2 separate regions of the Hordeum vulgare genome follow, and region 2 is linked to region 1. Evidence: chromatin contacts called from public Hi-C data. All regions are on one chromosome and are shown on one strand. Each heading gives the region's core, a stretch centred on a gene start, on an enhancer-like site or on the middle of the called end of the contact. The rest is flanking DNA. Distances are from core to core; before and after follow the strand shown.

Region 1 (3,432 bases), core at 382-2,881:
CTTTTAGTCGATCAACACTCAGCGCCATACAACATTCTGGGTCGAATCGCCATCCTATAGAACCTTCCTTGTATCTTTTGTGGCAATCTTGTCACAGAGAACGCCAGAAGCTTGACGCCACTTCATCCATCCGACTTTAATTCGATGGTTCACATCTTCATCGATCCCCATCCTTTTGCAACATTGATCCCAAATATCGGAAGGTGTCCTTCTGAGGCACCACCTGCCTATCAAGGTTAAACTTCCACCTTGTGCCCAGTAGTACTGAAACCGTATCTCATGTACTCGATTTTAGTTCTACTAAGCCTAAAACCTTTCGGTTCCAAGGTTTGTCTCCATAGCTCTAACTTCCTATTAACCCTCGCCCGACTATCATCGACTAGCACCACATCATCCGCAAAGAGCATACTATGGGACATCTCCTTGTATATCCCTTGTGACCTCATCCATCACCAAAGCAAAAAAGATAAAGGCTCAAAGCTGACGCTTGGTGCAGTCCTATTTTAGTCGGAAAGTCATCAGTGTCTCCATCACTTGTTCAAACACTTGTCACAACATTATCGAAAATGATCACACTATGGGATCTCAGTTTTGTGGGGATTAATACTTATGTCTTGATCCCTGCAACTTTAATATGGATGTTTAGCTAATAATATGCATCTTTGAGTATTCAGTTTCAGAGAGGTATTTTTCTTCAATAGACCACATATTCTTGTTTTTGTTCGATGCCTGGTTTATTAGCATCAGTCAAATATAAATTGTTGTAAAACGATGAAATTGACTCGTGACATAAACAACCCTTGGACATCAAATCCAGTGCGGAAGATTTATTTTTAGTGTGCAGACGTTTTCTGTTGTCAAATTATCTCGCGGTTTAGTAGCAATCATCGTGCCTGTTTGTAAAATGACTGTGTACTAATAACGCATGGCAATCTTGTGCAGGGAGATTGTAACTTCATTTGTTGTTGACTTCAGGGCTTTCCTAAAGATGTTGGTTGGCAAGTTCTGGAGCAAAGAGGAAAAGAGTATCCCGAGATGGTCCCGTTGTAAGGAATCAACCACTCTATTGACCTCACCGAATAATAGTAGTAACAGTAAAAGGATCATTGGTGGTGAAGATTCAAGATGTCATGTGTAATTTTAGGTGTGACGATATTATTGTTTTTGTGGAAACACGAGTCTCTTGCAATGTTGTTGTACCCTTCCTGATACATTAACAAACCAGGTATATAATTTCTCAGATAGCCATAGCCATGTCTTGTAAAGAGAGGACAATAAAATGGAGAAAATAAATGTCACCTGCTAGCTTGTTGGAACACTGGATGGTCATATTCATGTACGTTTACAATCATGCAATGTTGAGGCACATCGGCTCTGGCTTTCATATTTTATCTGAAAGATGAATATCATACCCTTCTTTTTCAAAAAAGAAAGATTCCAGTATTAGTGGTAGTATTTTACATGTGCACAGAATTATATATATATGTATTTTTTGCTGGGGAAAAAGGTCTTAGTAAGAATTGTCTTCTTGGTATAGTAGTAAGTTGATGTTCTTGTCAGCAAAAAGCTGTACCATTGGATTTGTATTCGAAAGATTTTTCTAGTGGTGACTTCCAATTCAACTTATTTATATGTTATTGTTCTAATTTATGGCAGAAGTTAAATCTCATAAAAGGTGACCTTATAAACTGGAACAGAAGGAGTGTTGAATGACGCAGGGAAAATAACTGAAAATAGCCATTAAACGTGTAACTGATGGCAATGTGGTACAGTATCTCTGTAAGTAACTCGTGCAGTAAACATCTTCTACTTTTTTTTTTGTTACAAAGTAAACATCTTCTACTGTCTGCTGCAGAATTGATTCGACGATTTTTGCCATCTTCCGTGCGAATGCAACACGGAGGCGTTCGCCAGGATTGGGCCTGTGGCGGACGTTCGCCAGATAACATTTCCCAGGTTCAAACGAATCCAGCAACAGAGGTGGCTTGGTGATCCATACAGGTGAGCGCTGCAGCCCAGACACCAGAGTCGAAACCGAACCCAAAACTAGCGTCCAAAACCAAGGTGCGCCGCGCAGCGGAAAGCTTTTCGCCAAAAACAAAAGCGAAATTTCTCTGCACCCAGGCGGCCAGGCCTCATCAACGGACTGGATAAAGAGAAACCCCCACGCGCTGCGCGCGGCCACGACGCGGAAACCAGGCCAGAAACCCCCCCGAGTCTGGCGATCTGTTGGTCACGCCGGCCATTCCTGCTCGCCTCCACGCCACGCGGTGACGGCTAGCCGCCCTCGGATAAGCCATTAAAGCCGCCGCCGCCGCGCCTCGGTTCCGACGACGCCTACTTCGATTTCCTTCCGAGGAAAACCCTCTTCCGATCGCCGGGGGCGCCATGCGCACCAAGCACCTGATACCCAACCACGCCGCGGGTCTCACCTACGCGAACGCCTACGCCGCCGCCCCTCGCGAGAGCCACGGCGATGGCGGCGGCGCCGTCGACCCGTTCGAGGCCTTCCCCGACGCGGTCCTCGGGCTGATCGTCTCCAAGCTGCCCTTCAGGTCCGCCGTCGCTGCGTCCGCCATCTCGCGCCGGTGGCGCGGCGCGGTGGCCGCCGCGCCGGAGCTCGACCTCGACTTCGCCGCGGCGTTCCCCGCCGCGCCCCGCCGCAGGACGGCATTCGCGGCCGCCGCCACCGCCGCGCTCGCGGGCTCGCGGCAACGCCCGCTCCGCCGCCTCCGCCTCGCGCTCGACGGCTTCTTCGACCAGGTCTTCGCCGCCTCCGCGGCCAGCCACGTCGCCTCCTGGCTCGACGCCGCCGCGGCGCGAGGCGTCGAGCAGTTGGAGCTCCACCTCCCGCGCTCCCGCCTCGCCGTGCTCCCTCCCTCCCTCCTCGCCTGCACCGACCTCACGTCGCTCACCCTTCGCCTCGACCACAACGCCCTTCCGCTCCCTTCTCTCTGCCCCCTCACCCACCTATCCCGCCTGCACCTCGCCTCCATTTCGCTCGTTGGCTGCGGCGACTTCTTCGAAGACCTCTGTTCTCACTGCACGCAGCTCAGCTGCCTGAGCCTTGAACAGTGCCATATCGGTGCACTCCGACTAGCCGGCACACCGCGGCTTCGCTCGCTTGACATCGCCAGCTGTTCTTGGACGCAGCAGTCGTCTGTTGCCATTGCTGAGATGCCGGCGTTGCGCACTCTCCGCTACTCGGGTGCGATGGCAAACAGGCACATGATCAATGACGCCGATTCCTTGGACGAGGTCGTTCTCACCATTGAGCCACAAGTTAAGCTCCTGGAGCCTAATCTCAGAGAGCTGCTTGTGTTGGTTGGAAACGTACGGAGCCTAGTGCTTTCGCCCTGGTGCATTGAGGTATATTATATATAAGTTCTTCATCTTGTGAAGTAATTGATGTTTCAGGAATCTAACCATCTA
Region 2 (3,432 bases), core at 466-2,965, 330 kb before region 1:
TGTTGGAGTAAAACTGAAAGTGAAACGGGCTGGTCGTTTAGAATGCACATACAAATTGAAGGAATGAAAGTCAGGTCAAATACAAGGCCAAGTAGCACGAGTACCTCTACTATCTAACAGTTTTTTTTTTAACCAAAACTGTACTTCTACTATGGCATGTATGTATGTATGCGACAGCACTCCACTGATCAGTGATCAAGAGCCAGTGAGAAGTGCTATGCAAATATGCGTACATATGCACGTCATTTGGTTGATTTTGTACTGGTTCGTAATACAAGAAACTGGGATTAATACGTGCCGTGCGTATATACTTGCACGGCGTCATCGTGACGTAAGAGCTGGATCATCCGATGGCCCACCACTACTACCACCATCATGCGTGCCTTTTGAAGAAATCATCACCAGGCTTTGATTATGCATTCTAAAGCAATTTGCTTTTGCTAATGCGATGTAACCTTTTCTTCTCCTTTAGCTTGCTTTTATTTCCTTATTTTCTTTCTTTAGATTTGATTGCATGTTGCTTCGGGTGAGCAAAACCACATGAAATTTGGTGATAGAGAAGTTGGTCACCTAAGCAGTGAAAATGGGAGCATGGGAATGGGGCCATATTTAGATGGTGATGCGTTCTAAATTTTAAGGGCTTACATTCCTTTTCAGAAACATCATATGGCTTATTAGCCATTGTTCACGTTGGTGTTTCTTCTTCTTTTGAGATCCACCCGACAATCCGATTCAGTTGGTGTCTCGATCTTTCGATGATAAAACACTTTGTCAATTTGGGTGGAAACAACTTTGGTGATGCGGCGATGTTGCGCATAGGAATCGCTAACAACTCGGAAAGGGTTACTCATCCAATGGTTCGCTCGGACTCGGGGGGTTGCACGGTGTTAAACGATTGATGTTTGGGTTGTTGGATTTGTACAAAATATGGCTGCACGGAAGGACAAATAAGGGTTAAAACTAAGACGTCCGGTCAATGATCGGACGTGTCCATGAACGTTTAAGGTATCATATTTACAAAGTATGGCTATAGATGCTCTAAGGTGGGTAAAATATCCATGGACTAGGAGGGGTGGTGTGGTGCATGGTCCATATTGGACTTGCCTGCTCATCTATCCAATTAGCAACTTCTTTCTCTTAGAGTCTTCATCTTTACATTGATTTTCTATTCAAAAATATTGTCGATCCAATTTAAATAAATAATTTTCCTTTTAATATCGTCTCTTGTTTTTGTTGGCCATGATCAATTTCTTAGACTTGTGTTGACATGGCGTCGATGATTTGCCACATAAATGTTATGTACGATGGCCCAAATAAGATTGGCCATTCGCAGAATAGAAATGTTTGTGTACTTCCAGAACAGATGCTCATGTATTTTCAAATAGATGTTCATGACTTTGAAAAAAAAGTGTGTATGAGAAAATTGCATGCATCCATGGCAAAAGAAAAGAAAAAAAGAAAACGTGAAAAATATTTAACATTAAAATAAAAGTATAAAAATAATGATGAAAAATAAAAAAAAACTAAATATTAATATAAAATAAAATAAAAAAATAAAAATAAATCCAGATAAAGAGAAAGGCGAAAACTAACACGCAAAATAAAAAGGGCAAAGAAACTGGTAATAGGCCGATGATGGTGTGAGAGGCAATCCTTGCGGCCCGTTATCAGGGATACACCCCTCACAGTAGCTTTTCCGTTTCTTTGTCTAAAAAAAAGTAGCTTTTCCGTTTCTGCGGCTGGGAGGCTTGAGCTGTCTATCCCCAAGAAACACCAGTCAGTCTCAGGCTTGTGCGCAGCGCAGTGGCGACGAACTCCGTCGATCACGATGCTGAAGGCTCTTCCCTCGCTCTTACTAGTCTCTTCGGATCCCGGAAGGTGGCGCCGGAGGCCTTGCCGACGATCTCTACGGCCGATTTCGGCGGCGCTGATGACCAACCCCGCGTACTTCCAAGTGGGCAGATTATTGGGTAGCTATGGCTTCATGAACATCACAAGGTCAGCATGTTTGGGTCATCTCCCCTTTCCGTTTTCCTTCAAAAACTAACAGTTAGTACCCACGGGGAGATGTGTACTTACGTTCTGAGTTGATTCCAAACCTAGGACGGTTGGGCTGCGTGCGCGGGGGTGGAATTGGTTGGAGCATTCGTACTGTTCTCTAGCAATAGCATGTTGCTTAGGTTATTTTAATTAATTAGCCGTTTACAGCAGAAATCACTGGAAATGGCAAGTTTTTGTTTGTGTTTCTTAGGCTGAAACATTGTTTTGGAGACATTCTTGTGGTGAGATTGACAGAATGTGTTGAATTTATTCAGGATACTGTGTGGTTTTGACATTTCCCGTTACTTAGTTAGCTTAGGACACCTCAGATAAATTCACCGGACATGGCCAGCAGTATCATATACTCCCTCTGTCCCAAAATAACTGTCTCAACTTTGTACTAGCTCTAGTACAAAGTTGTACTAAGCTTAAGACATTTATTTTGAGACAGAGGGAGTAGTGATAGAACGTGGATCAACTAGGCATAGATTGATCCGGTACAAACCCATGTAGTTACCTTGCCCGGAGCCGGATGAGCCCGCACCGTTCTCCATCGGTGTGGTGGCGACGGCGATGATGGACAAAAAGGGTTAGGCGTGGGTGGAGCTTCCCATGAGCACCGCGCTTAACCTAGATCGGATAGGTATGTCGGTAGGGGTGTGACGACGGCGAATCTCGTAGTTCGTGCCCCGGCACCCCACCGTCCTTTATATAGCGCGGGTCACAGGGCCGCACCAACCATAATGGGTTGGGCGCCCCCGATCAGGGCGCATAGATCAAGGCCCGGTGGGCCGTTGGGCCCACGCGGTGAGAGATCAACCTAACATTCTCCCCCTTGATCTTGACTTTTACTTTTGACTTTATACTTGTCATTTGTTCCATCACATATAAGCATGTAGAGCATGTCTCATCGTCACAGCTCAATTGCTAATAGAATCATACAGCTACAACACACTTTTGTTTTGAAGCAAATTCCTTTACTTTTGGGCCTCTTATATTCCAGGGATCATAGGCTTTCCAACAAACCCATGCCGGCTAAGTGTTCCTTGAACACACTGGGTGGTAGGCCTTTCGTTAGCGGATCCGCAAGCATATACCTTGTACTTATATGCTCGAGACTTATAGTTTGATCCTGGATTTTATCTTTCACAACGTAGTACTTTATGTCTATCGTCTTGGAAGCATTATTAGACTTGTTGTTGTGAGCATAGAATACTGCGGGCTGGTTGTCACAGTATATCTTTAGTGGCTTGTTGTCACAGTATATCTTTAGTGGCTTGTGAATACAATCCACCACTTTCAAATCGGGTATGAATTTCTTTAACCATATCACCTGCCCGGTGGCTTCAAAACATGCTATGAACTCTGCTTGCATCGTGGACGATGCAACTA

The links. Hi-C and Micro-C count contacts between places; a contact is called where the count stands out from the background.
Region 2: a contact with region 1 is called in a Hi-C map of leaf, with 5 times the contacts expected there. The contact joins the promoter of LOC123403490 here to the promoter of LOC123406200 in region 1. A contact is called at or near these places in 3 of 6 Hi-C or Micro-C datasets (leaf and seedling).

The regions. Positions count from the first base shown.
Region 1 is chr6H:453,223,226-453,226,657 of MorexV3_pseudomolecules_assembly, reverse strand. LOC123406200 (F-box/LRR-repeat protein At1g06630-like) reads left to right here and starts at 1,631. Exons shown (of 4, transcript XM_045099674.1): 1 at 1,631-1,779; 2 at 1,856-3,369. The coding sequence starts at 2,389. LOC123406201 (histone acetyltransferase MCC1-like) reads left to right here. Exons shown (of 6, transcript XM_045099676.1): 6 at 976-1,316. The coding sequence ends at 1,138.
Region 2 is chr6H:453,550,364-453,553,795 of MorexV3_pseudomolecules_assembly, reverse strand. It overlaps LOC123403490, which reads left to right and starts at 1,715. Exons shown (of 12, transcript XM_045097422.1): 1 at 1,715-1,998. The coding sequence starts at 1,829. It overlaps LOC123402275 (myb-related protein Zm1-like), which reads left to right. Exons shown (of 2, transcript XM_045096175.1): 2 at 1-258.